2 separate regions of the Zea mays genome follow, and region 1 is linked to region 2. Evidence: chromatin contacts called from public Hi-C data. All regions are on one chromosome and are shown on one strand. The core of a region is the stretch at or near the end of the contact, and the rest is flanking DNA. Distances in the headings are between cores, read along the strand shown. Region 1 holds the start of LOC100382204 (putative cytochrome P450 superfamily protein). Region 2 holds the start of LOC100193329.

Region 1 (6,805 bases), core at 582-3,081, 280 kb before region 2:
ACTATCCAACTTAATCCAGGGAGAATGAACTCAAGTACTGCGGTCAACAAGAGACCGATTTCTTTCTGCAATTGAGTGTTCTTGTGCGTTTTTTTTTGGGTAAGGTAATCTGTGTTCTTGAATTTTGTTTGATCCACAACTTCTCAATAGATAAACCTCGGTACTCAGGGAGGCAGATCAAATTCCTTGTGCTACTGCAGTAATGTCTGAACGAGCGTCCTGCGCTTGGGGACTAGGACGAGCGGAATCCGCCGCGGCGTCGTCAGCCCCGGCGCCTCGCCCATGTCGAGGTCCTCCAGGCGCATGCCGGCGGGGAGCTCCCATTCGAAGTGGTGCAGGAGGCTGACGAGCGCGAGCTCCAAGACTGGCAGCGCGAAGTTGATGCCGGGGCAGATCCTCCGGCCGGCGCCGAACGGGATGAACTGGTAGTCGGTCCCTCTGAAGTCCACCGAGGGACTGCCGCCCACGAACCGCTCTGGGCGGAACTCGTCCGGTGCGTCCCACACAGCAGGGTCCCGCCCGATGGCCCACACGTTGACGAAGAGCGCCGTCTTGGCCGGAATCTCGTAGCCCTGCACAACCGCGGGCGTTGTTGATTCGTGCGGGACGAGGAGCGGCGCTGGTGGGTGGAGCCGAAGCACCTCTTTGAACACTGCCCTCAGGTACTCCATTTTGTTCAGGTCCGGTTCAGCGATGGTCGTCTGATCGGCGCTGACGACTCGCGCTATCTCGCCTTGGAGCTTGCTCATCACCCGCGGGTTGGCAATGAGTTCGGCCATGGTCCATTCCAGCGTTTGGGATGATGTTTCAGTTGCAGCAGCTATCATGTCCTGCAGACTCAAGAATCGAGTACGGATGAGATGAACAATATTGGATTATCGGCAGTAAACATTTCTTGATGAGATACTGGAAGAGCGTTTCTGCGAAGATAACCTCGATGGTAGCTTTGATGCGATCGTCTGTGAGCTCGAGCCCATCTGCGCCTTCTTCCCGCAGCCGGAGCAAGACATCCAAGAAGTCCTCAGCCTCCTCCCCTGCGTCGCCACACCCCTTTTCCTTGTGTGCGGCCACTATATCGGACAGGAACTTGTCCCACGCCTCGGCCATGTCTTCGATCTTCTTATCGAGGCCCGTCGCCCATCTCACAAACCTCGCCGGTGCGTCCGGCAGCACGTCTTCGGGTTGGAAGCCCGCCATCAGCGCTGCGGAGTTCCCCATCAGCTGTTTCAGCTTCTCTGCTGTTGCCCCAGCGGCACCGGTGGCCGCGCGGGTGACCACCGCGTTGGTGTAGCCGTACAGGAGCTCCCTCATCTCCACGGCCTCCCCAGCCTCCGCGGTGCGGCGTGTCCGTGCGACGAGCGCGGCTACCTCGGCAACCCGTACGGGCGCGAAAGATTCCACGCGCCGCGGAGAGAGGAGGTGGACCACCGCGATCTTCTTGCCCCGGCGCCAGTTCTCGCCGTAAGGCGCGAACGACACGTTGCTGCACCCATACATCAGCTTATCCCCTCCCACGCTGCGTGGGCGGGAGGCGAAGGCGAGGTCGTGGTTCTTGAACAGATCCGCGGCCACGGCCGCAGTGGACACGACCAAGGTCGGCCTACGCCCGAGTTGCAGGAAGAGGAGACCGCCGCCGCCGCCATAGCGAAGCTGCAGCTCTAGCAAGGATCGGTGCGCGAGGCGGCCGATGAGGTGAAGGTGGCCGATCAGTGGTAGCGACGGCGGAGACGGCGGGAGCTTGCTGCTCCTGCGGTTGTTGATAACGTAGAGGAAGACAATAAGCGCGCCGGCGGCGAGCAGGTAAAGAGGCATTGTTTGTTTTCTGCTCTCGTGAGTGGTGACCAGTCTATTGCTGCGGGGAAAAGACTGGATTTTGTTCGGCTTTGGGCTAGAGATGAAAAACGGTCAGTAAATAAAAAAACTATTTATGTTTATATATTTTTATTGAAAATAAAACAAAAACAGTAACTCTAGAGACAAAAAATGGTATCAGTATTTTGAAAATATCGAAAAGGGAGGTTTGGTACGGAAAATATAACTATAACAATCGAAATCTAAAATTCAATCGATATTTATCAACATAAAGTTATCTCAATATAACAAAGTTGACAAAGATCATAAGTTCAGTATTCACAATATAACAAATTCATAATTCATACTATTTTTTCAAGTTCACAATATTACAAATTAATGAATATCATAAGTTCATAGACTTGAAGTTCAAAAGTTAGCAAGTTCATAATATAACAAGCTCCCAATTCACCATAGTAGGATCAATGCGAGTACGAAATGGATAAAGTACGATTATATTTTTAAAATTTATAGGTTATATATCTTTACAATATAAAATCTATTGTACAACACAAGTGCACCTACGTCTTTTACCCAAGCAGAGTAGCAGACCATGGCTCGAATCCCTTCCACCTCTTATTTTAACGATTTTTACAAACACGGCAGGCGATCCACCCTATTGGGCTTCATGGGCCTATTTTGTTTTCGGTAAATTCAAAGAATTTTTTATGGTAAATTTTGATGATGAAAAGAGCGCCACATGTTCTCTAACTTGAACTCAATTTTATTAAGCTTGTTGTGGAAGCTCTTCATGACGAGAGAGGATGAGGATCCTAAGTCCCTGGTGGTAATTGAGGCAAGTGCCAATGTCAGTCTTGGAGGTGAAAACCCGTAAAGTGTTCTTCTCTCATATGAAGCCCTAGACTCCTCTCGTATGTAGTTAGGATTTTGTCTCTTTTGGTTGTTGCGCCATCATCGTAGTCTCTCCATCTATTGCATCTGGAGAGGAGGGAGACGATTGCTCCTAACTTCCACAATGGTCGTCTTCCATCAAAGTCAAGCAGTGCTATGTCTCGGCGCATTCATCATCATCTACTTTGAGCTCTTCCTCAGTCACTTATTAATGACTTTGTACCATTAGCAGCAACAACATCTTCACCACCAAGGTATATAATATAGTCACGAAAGCTTAAAGGACAGTACAGATCTAAGCTCTCATTTAACGTTGTCAATATTTTTTATTAAGATATCAAGAAGCATGAAAGTTTTCCCTATCCTCCTTGGAACGCATCACAAGGATGCCTATGCAAGAGCCTAACTCTCATTCGGTGAACTCTATGGATGGTCTCAAGCTTTTCCCATGTGCAAGTTGGTCTCTAGAACAGCCTTTTCCAAACCACTCCCTAGCGTATTCACAATCAAGTTTTGGCCGAAACTGCATGAGACTAGTTCCCTCTAGTACAATATAGCAGCCACACCACAAATGCAATTGGCATGATATCACAAGAGTACAAGCCACTCCGAGCACAACCATAGTGCGTGCAAGCACCAAGTGGCAAGTGGTTTACAAACAACAATAAAAATTGCGCCTAAACCTAGAGCGAGCAGTATAAGCGGTGGTTTAACTAACTTAAGCACTTTACAAAGCATTCACACTAATTTTCTTGAGCACTTGGGTGTCCAAAGCTACTATAAATGAGCCTCAACTCACTATATATGTTCCTCGTCTCCCACACCACTCAAATAGCCTGTTGGGTTCCTATTTATAGCCCCCATGGAGATATATATGATGTGTTTGGTTCTACTTTATAAAAAATATTTGCTACTAAAATTCTTAAATCTCAACTAAATAGGTACAACAACAGAATATGTTCCTAAAAATCTACATATTCCTCTAGTTGAATTCAGCATCACCTCCTACCCTAGATTTTTTAGATTCCTATCAACCATGTTACTAAACTATCATGCTCTTATAGGATCCATATTTGATAGTTGTTTCAACCAAGCATATTTTAGCTTTCGCGCAACCATCAACTCGCAACAACTTTCTCACAGCTCACAACTATAATCATATTTTTTAGGAATATACAGTTGAACCAAATAGACCCATAGTCGTTACACCCTCAACAACCTTCTCTATGCACCATTTGATTGTCTAACATTTGGTCATTAGCCAATGCATCAGAGTCTGATGACTCTTAACAACTAATGTGTTAGCACTAGTCATTGCTAATCGATGGGTCATTCATTTATAGTGCATAGTCTAATTGTAATACCCAATTTGTAAATATTGAGAAAAGAGTTGATCTCCTTATACATTTTGTCTCTATTTATTATAACATGTGAATAGCTATATTTAAGAGTGAATAATTAGACAAATGACACCTAAATAATTTATGCATCATGCTGGAGTTTATGTGTTTGTGCATCTATAGATAATAATAATAATAGTAATAAAAATACAATAATGTCTAAACAAGGATTTAAGACCTAATGTGCAAATTAGAAATTGGAAATAACATAGAAAAGGAAACCTTATGAAATGTAAAGAAAATAAATACATAAATAAATGAAACCTTTTCAAACTTGTATCTTTAATTTATACACTTGACTTGAGTACAAAATTCACAACAATATTTGAGTTCAAATTGATGTTCAAATTTCAAAGAAAGGAAATCAGAAAAAGAAAAAGAAAAGGAAAAAGGAAAAATATAAAATAGCGCATTGGACCAATCTTGTCGTGGTCGGCCCACTCTCCTCTCAGCGTGGCCCATGTGCTCATGGTGGCGTCGACATACTGGGCCCACTGGTCGGTCTCTCTACGGCCGCTATGCTGGTGCCGCGTTCGTGGACCTGGTGACACACTGGCAACTGGGCCTGCGCGTCAGCCACTCATGTGCACGCTCCCAGTGAAAGGGAAATGTACCATTAGGGCAATTTCTATTATGTTTTGGTGATTAAGTGCCCAACACATTTAATTGAGTTCCTATGTGCTAAATGAAGAGAGAAGTGCAAATCAAAGAGAAGGTATATTTCTAGACTTAGTACAGTTGTTTTTGAATACTAATGAAGTTATCTAAGTGTTAGAAATAGAGAAAAGAAGAAAAGAAAAGGATTGCAAAAGACTGGATGTGTACAGCCAAAGATCAGCTCGGCCTGGCACACCGGACAATGTCCGGTGTGTCCGGTGCACCAGGCTAATCCGCGTGAATAGGCTGCTCTCGGGACTCGACGACGGCGTATGACTATAATTCACTGGACTGTCCGGTGGTGCACCGGACTGTCCGGTGAGTCGTCCGCGGCGAACTCGTCGCTCTCAGGAAGAGGATCAGCGGTGTACGGCTAAAATTCACCGAACTGTCTAGTGGCGCACCGGACTGTCCAATGAGCCAACGGTCGTCTGTGCCAACGGTCGGCCGCGCAATCTTCGCGCAACGCGTGGCAGCTCCAACGGTCGGCAGGGGGCACTGGACAGTCCGGTGCGCCAACTGACCCGGAGCTGCAATGGTCGTCTGTGCCAGAAAAGGAAGGAGACCAGCACCGGACCGTCTACAGTGACTGTCCGGTGGCGCACTGGACTGTCCGGTGCGCCACTAGACAGAAGGTAAGGATAGCCTTCCTTGTTGATCTCCAACGGCTCCTAGCTGTCATGGGGCTATAAAAGGGACCCTTAGGCGCATGGAGGAGCTACACAAGCATTCACTAAGCATCCTAAGGCATCCAGATTTCGTTCCCGCGCATTCGTTTCATTGTGTTTGAGATTTGAGCTCTATTCGAGTCAAGGACTCCTTGTGTTGTCATTTGAGCTCAAGTCTTCTCGTGTGCGTGGGTGTGCTGCGATTTGCGTCTTGTGTGTGTTGCTCATTCCAACCTTACTCCATGCTTTCTTTGTGATCATCATTGTAAGGGCGAGAGGCTCCAACTTGTGGAGATTCCTCGCAAACGGGAAAATGATATAAGGAAGAAAAGCCGTGGTATTCACGTTGATCATTGGATCACTTGAAAGGGGTTGAGTGCAACCCTCGTCCATTGGGACGCCACAACGTGGAAGTAGACAAGTGTTACTTGGCCGAACCACGGGATAAAATCGTGTGTCTCTTGTGATTGCTCTCTCCTTGATTGTTTGTGTTCTCAAGAGCTCGTTTCAAGCTACTTAGCCGTTCTAACTTTCATAACTAAGTTTTGTGGCTCTTAGTGTTGAATTTTATAGGATTACCTATTCACCCCCCTCTAGGTGCTCTCAATTGGTATCAGAGCCGTTCTCATCACGTAAGGGACTAATCGCCCGAAGAGATGGATCCTAAGGGAAAGGGGATGGTGGTCAACAACAAGGAGAAGGAGTCCATCTTCAATGAGCCGAGAGATGACAAGCCCGTTGACTCTGGCTCGAGTCACAAGAAGAAGGACAGGAAGAAGAGGCGCATCAAGAAGATCGTCTACTACGACAGCGGTGAATCTTCTTCTTCACCAAGAGGCGACGACGATGATGACTCGTCTAAAAAGAAACCGGTTAATCAAAACTTTTCATTTGATTATTCTCGTATTCCATTCAATTCTAATGCTCATTTACTATCAATTCCACTTGGGAAACCTCCGCACTTTGATGGAGAAGACTACTCATTTTGGAGTCACAAAATGCGTAGTCACTTATTTTCTCTCCATCCTAGTATTTGGGAGATAGTTGAAAATGGAATGCATTTCGATAGTACGGATAATCCTATGTTTATTAATGAGCAAATTCACAAGAATGCACAAGCTACCACTGTTTTGCTAGCATCGTTGTGCAGGGATGAGTACAACAAGGTGAGCGGCTTGGACAATGCCAAGAAAATTAGGGATACCCTCAAGATATCACATGAGGGAAACGACGCCACCATGATCACCAAGATGGAGTTGGTGGAAGGCGAGCTAGGGAGATTTGCGATGATCAGGGGAGAGGAGCCAACACAAACCTACAACAGGCTCAAGACCCTGGTCAACAAAATTAGAAGCTATGGAAGCACAAGATGGATGG
Region 2 (6,038 bases), core at 3,152-5,651:
TGGACCACGTTCTAGTGACTGGTGGAATGATCGCCGCAGTCTGGAACAACTCGGCGATGGCGGCCTAAGCAGTCGGGGCCTGGAGGCTGATGAATTTCAAGGGCGCCATGTTTGGCATCGCGGTGATGACGTCTACGGCCGGTACGGAAGACAAGATGGACAGGGTGGCCGTAATCATTTCGAAGACGAAGCTCGACGACACAAACTCCATTTTCCTCCGTTCGACGGCGAATCGGACTCGCTTCCATGGCTCAACATGTGTGAAACATACTTCCGCGAGATGCGAACGTTCGAAGATCGGGTGTGGATTGCTTCCCTACACCTAGAAGGAGCGGGACTCGAGTGGTACTATGGCTTTGAACGAGACTACGACCTGGTGCCATGGCCGCGTTTCGCCAAGTACATCAACATGTTGTTTGGTCCTCCACTTCGACACGATACTTTGGCAGAGCTGAAGGCCCTTTATCACACAGGCACGGTGGAAGAATACCAACGCCAGTTCAACAGGTTGTTATGCAGGGCAACAGATGTAACTATGGAACAACAGGTGGAGCTCTTCATTGTTGGCCTAGGAGAACCATTGCGGACAGAAGTTAAGTTGCAGCACCCAACAGACCTCCTGACGACCATGAGCCTAGCTCGCGCACATGAGCGACGGCTTACCCAGGCTCCTCTCACTCTTCAGGCAACACACCCGGCTCATTCCAGGACCGTGGCGGCGCACCAGGGGCCAAAACCGGCGACAGCTCCTCGGAACCGGATGAGGCGCCTTCAACAGAAGAATTGGCGGCTAAACGTGCCAATGGAGTGCTATTATTGTTCAGAGAAATACACACCAGATCACAAGTGCGCGGGGAAGGGAGTTTTTCTCATTGAGTTAGAGGATGAGGAAGAAGGGCTATCAGAAGACGTGAGCATCTCCCTGCATGCTCTAACATGCATTGATATATGCAACACAATGAAGCTGCCAGTTGTCGTCAACGAAGTTTCCCTAGTTGCCTTGGTGGACTCGGGGTCAACTCATATGTTCATCTAGGAGGCATTGGTGCAATGCCTGGGGTTACCAGTGAAGCATAGACCTGATCTCTCTGTCAAAGTGGCCAACAGCGATCGCCTCACTAGCACCGGAGTGTGTCGCAAAGTGCCCATCTCCATCAACGACAACACCTTTGACATATCATGTTATACATTGCCAATGGAGGGGTCGATATCGTCTTGGGAGTGCATTGGCTCCGGACATTGGGTCCAATTTTGTGTGATTTCAAAGACATGACCATGGCATTTCGGCATCAAGGGCGTACAGTCAGATGGTCAGGACTGGACAGCAGCAGGCCGCAACTTTCCATGATATCTGCTAGTAGAGACTTACTGACAGCACTGCTTGATTCCTTCACAGACATATTTGAAGAACCAAAGGGACTACCCCCACCACATCGCCATGATCACCGCATCACATTGCTGACAAGTGCAACTCCTATAGTAGTGCGTCTGTATCGATACCCTCAACTCTTGAAGGATGACATTGAGAAACAGTGTGAGACCATGCTACATCAGGGTATTATCCGGGAGTGTTCTTCGGCTTTTTCATCGCCAGTTCTGCTGGTCAAGAAGCCAGACGACTTGTGGCGATTTTGCATAGACTACCGTGAGCTGAACCGTCAGACAGTTAAGGCCAAATTTCCAATATCGGTGGTGGATATGTTGCTAGATGAGCTCCACGACACACGGTATTTCACCAAGCTCGACCTTCTCAGTGGGTACCATCAGGTTCGCATGCACCCAGACGACATCAACAAAACAACGTTTCCAACACACCGGTAGCAATTTGAGTTTTTGGTGATGCCATTTGGCCTCACCAACGCCCCCTCAACCTTCCAAGCATTGATGAATGATGTCCTCAGGCTCTACATCCACAAGTCTGTCCTGGTGTTTTATGATGATATTGTAATTTATAGTAAAACATGGGCAGAGCACCTACAACATGTGAAACAGGTGTTTCAAGCACTTTAGGAGAACAAGGTGGCCCTGAAACAAAGAAGTGCTCCTTTGGCACGGTGTCAGTAACTTACCTTGGTCACATCATCTCCCAAGAAGGGGTGGCAATGGACCCGGCAAAGATTTCAGCAGTTGAGGACTAGCCACGCCCGTTCACTACGGGCACTTCGCGGTTTCCTCGGTCTCACTGGATATTACCGCAAGTTCATTGCGGGGTACAGCGGGGTGGCAGCCCCACTCACAGCCCTCTTAAAAAAGGAAGCTTTTCGTTGGACTGAGGAGGTAGAGGCTGCTTTTGGCCAGCTCAAGCAAGCCTTGATGATGGCACCCCTGCTCCAGATACCAGATTTCTCCTAGAAGTCAAGGCGAGAGCTCCAATTTACGGTTGGTGACTGGAAGAACAGAGGCATCTGGGAGCTTTTGGTGAGTTGGATGGGGCGTTCAGCAACAAATACATCATGGGAACAGCTGGAGGACTTCAAGTGCTGCTATCCACAAGTACAGCTCGCGGACAAGCTGTTTGTTGGGGAGGAGGGATATGTTATAGACTCTTTCCTTGGGAAAGTCTATAGGCGCAGGCCTAGAAGTGGCTAGGCTAGACCAACATAGGAAGTCGAGATCTCAGGGAGAGTCAGTTATGTGTTTCCTTAAGTGTAGGGGTGGTTTCCTAAATTAGTGGATCTATTTTCTTTGTCCCAGCCGCCTAACCTTAAAGGCTAGCTGGTAGTTTGTATTAGGGTTCATTGAGGAATAATCATCTCCCTGAGTTGGGCGAGACTTCCTCGGACCTCGGTCATCGTGGCTGCAGGATCTGCCAGCCGTTGTGATGACAGAGGTTCATCTGCCCCTTCCAGTGCTTATCCCCTACGTTCTAATCCCCATTCCCATCTGCTACTTCATTTCCCTTTACACACACCAAAGTGAAGACCACGTATCAACAGCATAACATGATGATAACTTTAGTAGTATCCAGAATTGGCAATATACAAGTACATTACATTCTATGTTCATATTCCTTTCAGCAACTGCACTAAACAGAGCTTAAAAGTGTGATATTCCAAACCCACCCACCCAAAAAAATTGCTATAAAATCTTTTCTTTTGGGGAGGGTCAGTTCAGCAAAAGTTTGAAAGAAACATGAACACCTTGACTACCGCGACAAGCAGTGGTGAGGGGTTGTAGCCCACGGCATAACATTAGATGAGACATAGTCAAAAGAAACTTGTAGCCTAAATTTTTTGCAGACAAACTCCCTCACAGAGGAACTCTAATTCAACTAAGTATTACGCAGAGAATGCTTTGGCTCAAATAAAAAACACAAAAACATGATTTGTGTACCTAACAAGAAGATAACACTTGATTATAAGAGCATTTACACTTGTGCCTTAAATCAGTGTTCTATCTTGAAATATAGGAAACTCGTAAAAAAAACAACTCCAATAGTGCCATATTCACATTCTTATCAAAAAATATAGGGCGTGATTCAAATATACTACACCCCGGTTTAGTGCTCTATCCTTATTTTCTACACCATCCTCAACTTTTTCTTTTATAATAATATAGTTTATTTTCTAAAATACATGATTTAGGACTTAAATGTTAGGGTTTAATTTATTTTTAGTGCCATAAACACTTTAAATGGCGTGGTGTTTTATTTTTTTGGCATTATCTTGAGACACCTTGTTGGAGAAGCTATAAGAGGGCAATTGGGGCAACCCAACGGGATCACCCCGAGCCCCTATTACAGCTATAGGCTCTTCTGAATTCCTCATAACCCACCCAAACAACTTCGACAATTTTGTCACTGTCAAATGCTATAATATTCCGGGTTCCATTTTTATTCGTTGAAAACTTATCGATTTGAAGTAGCAAGATTACGAATTCCATGCTACCAAAATGGATCGGGACAGATGCAGGATCGTCGAAATGGAGAAAGTGGGACAAAATTGGGTAACCTAAGCTGGACACAACAAGAGACCAACAGCGCGAACTCGAAGGTAAACCGTGCGCCCGCCATGCTAACTGAAATAGCACTACCGGCCGATCTGCGAGAGGGACGACGACCTCCGCGGGTAGGAGGGAGCAGGGAGCAGAATTAACCTTCTCGTCGCAAGGCCGGCAAAGCGCAGCCTCGTCGGCCGCACAGAAGAGCACCGCCGGTGCGCTCTCGCACACATCGCAGATCGTCCGCATCCCAACGCCGCGCCGCACCCGCCGCCAGTGTCATCGCTCCGCCGCCATCCGGGCGACAAAACCGCGGGTCCCCCGCCTCGCTCCGCTCCCCCGTGATCCTTCCCAGCGCTGCGGTATCGGTGGACGGCGGGGCGGCGGCGTAGAGAGATGTGGACCAGAGGCGGCAGCAGAACAGAGGTCACAGAAGCTTGGAGTCTTTGGACGAGGAGAGAAGATGTGGCAGCGACTAGCGAAGGACAGCGACGCGGCGGAGAGCATTTTTGATTGGGGCAATTGTGTTCCTGTCCCTGGATGAAAGTGCAACTGTGATTTTGCCCCTCAAAATTCGACTTTGTGATTTCGGGCCTCTTTTTTGAAAACGAAATACAAGTCTGCCCATGTTTCTGTTAGATGCAGTAACGGTGTGAATTAGGACATCAAAAGACAAATTTACCCTTCAGTCATAATTGTGATTTTGTCCCTCCTTTTGAATTGGACTGTTCTGTAATTGTGATTTTACCCCTGATTTTCACACAACAGCTTAGCAGTATTTCAAGAGCTTTTTGACAATATTTTGACTGTATTGCAACAGAATTTCGATAGTATTTTCAACAACAAAGATAGATATAGAATAACACAATGTCACATAACAAATCCAACAAAGTAGTACATATGGAGTTCAACAAAAGTCTCACAAAAGCATGACAAAGTACCATGAACCCATTACATTGTCATACAAAAGCAACATCTCATACAAAAGAAACAGCACCTCATGATGCTATCTTGATCATTAAATTCCAAACCATTGTGCAAGCCTCCCCCCTCTTCCTCTTCTTCCTACACTTCCCCTTCCACTTTCACTTGCACTTGCAGCACTTGTGCTTGGAGCACTTGTGCTTGGAGCACTTGTGCTTCCACTTCCAGGAGCGCATGCAAGAGCACTTTCAGAAGCACTTCATATAGGAGAATAAAAATTAGTTAACTGATATTTGTATGGTAATCATCTCTAAAATTAGTATAGCATAGCAGAAATGACTTACTTAGATGTTTGAGCCACATTTGGATCATTACTACCCACTGCTGATGCATTTACTGAAGATGAGAGTGTCGCCCTTCTCTCTTTTGCTGTAGGACCTCCTTGACATGTCTTTGCTAAATGACCTAGTTCATTACATTCAGTGCATCTCCTCCTCTTCTTTGTGCCAATCTCATCAGATGCTTTGATTCTACTCTTTCTTGGCCTCCCTGGTTTCCTCCTTAGTTTAGGCTTGCAGATTTTATAGCCTAAATCAACACGAGCCCACTGATGCTTGGATGTAATTGCAAGGAAGACACCCGCATATGTCTTTCTCAACCGATCAACAAAGAAGTATTCATGAACAAATTCTTCCATCTGAACATCTCTACTAAGCTTCGCAATAACACTCAAAGCATGGTTACACGGCTTCCCAGTTACTTGCCAAACCCTACAACTGCAAGTCTTTTGATCCATGTTGACTGAATGCCTTATTGTGGACACAGTAACTTCAGCAGTAAAACCTCCACATATTAAGACTTCATGATCCTTTATAGCCTTGCTTTTAGCATTTAAATCCTGAATGATAGATGGGATTATTGTGCCCTGCATGTTTCTAGCTATCTTTTCTCTTTCAACAAACTTATTGATGATCATCTGCCTTATCTGATCAAGCATGTCCACAATATGTTTGTCCTTGGTTTTTACCACCCAACTATTAAAACATTCAGAGAGGTTGTTATTGATGTAATCTACCTTAGATAGTTCACTGAACTTACTTCTTGTCCACACAAATGGATGATTATCATCCAACCATGCAATGGCATCTGGAGCCTTCTCTTCTATCTTCCTCATA

Evidence for each region. A called contact is a pair of places that touch in the nucleus more often than the background predicts.
Region 1: a Hi-C map of leaf shows a contact between it and region 2, with 4 times the contacts expected there. The contact joins the promoter of LOC100382204 here to the promoter of LOC100193329 in region 2. A contact is called at or near these places in 4 of 25 Hi-C or Micro-C datasets (bundle sheath, endosperm, leaf and 1 more).

The regions. Positions count from the first base shown.
Region 1 is chr2:201,845,063-201,851,867 of Zm-B73-REFERENCE-NAM-5.0, reverse strand. It overlaps LOC100382204 (putative cytochrome P450 superfamily protein), which reads right to left and starts at 1,831. Exons shown (of 2, transcript NM_001174963.1): 1 at 934-1,831; 2 at 1-830. The coding sequence starts at 1,812. The coding sequence ends at 192.
Region 2 is chr2:201,570,389-201,576,426 of Zm-B73-REFERENCE-NAM-5.0, reverse strand. It overlaps LOC100193329, which reads right to left and starts at 4,401. Exons shown (of 5, transcript NM_001358710.1): 1 at 4,096-4,401. The coding sequence starts at 4,188.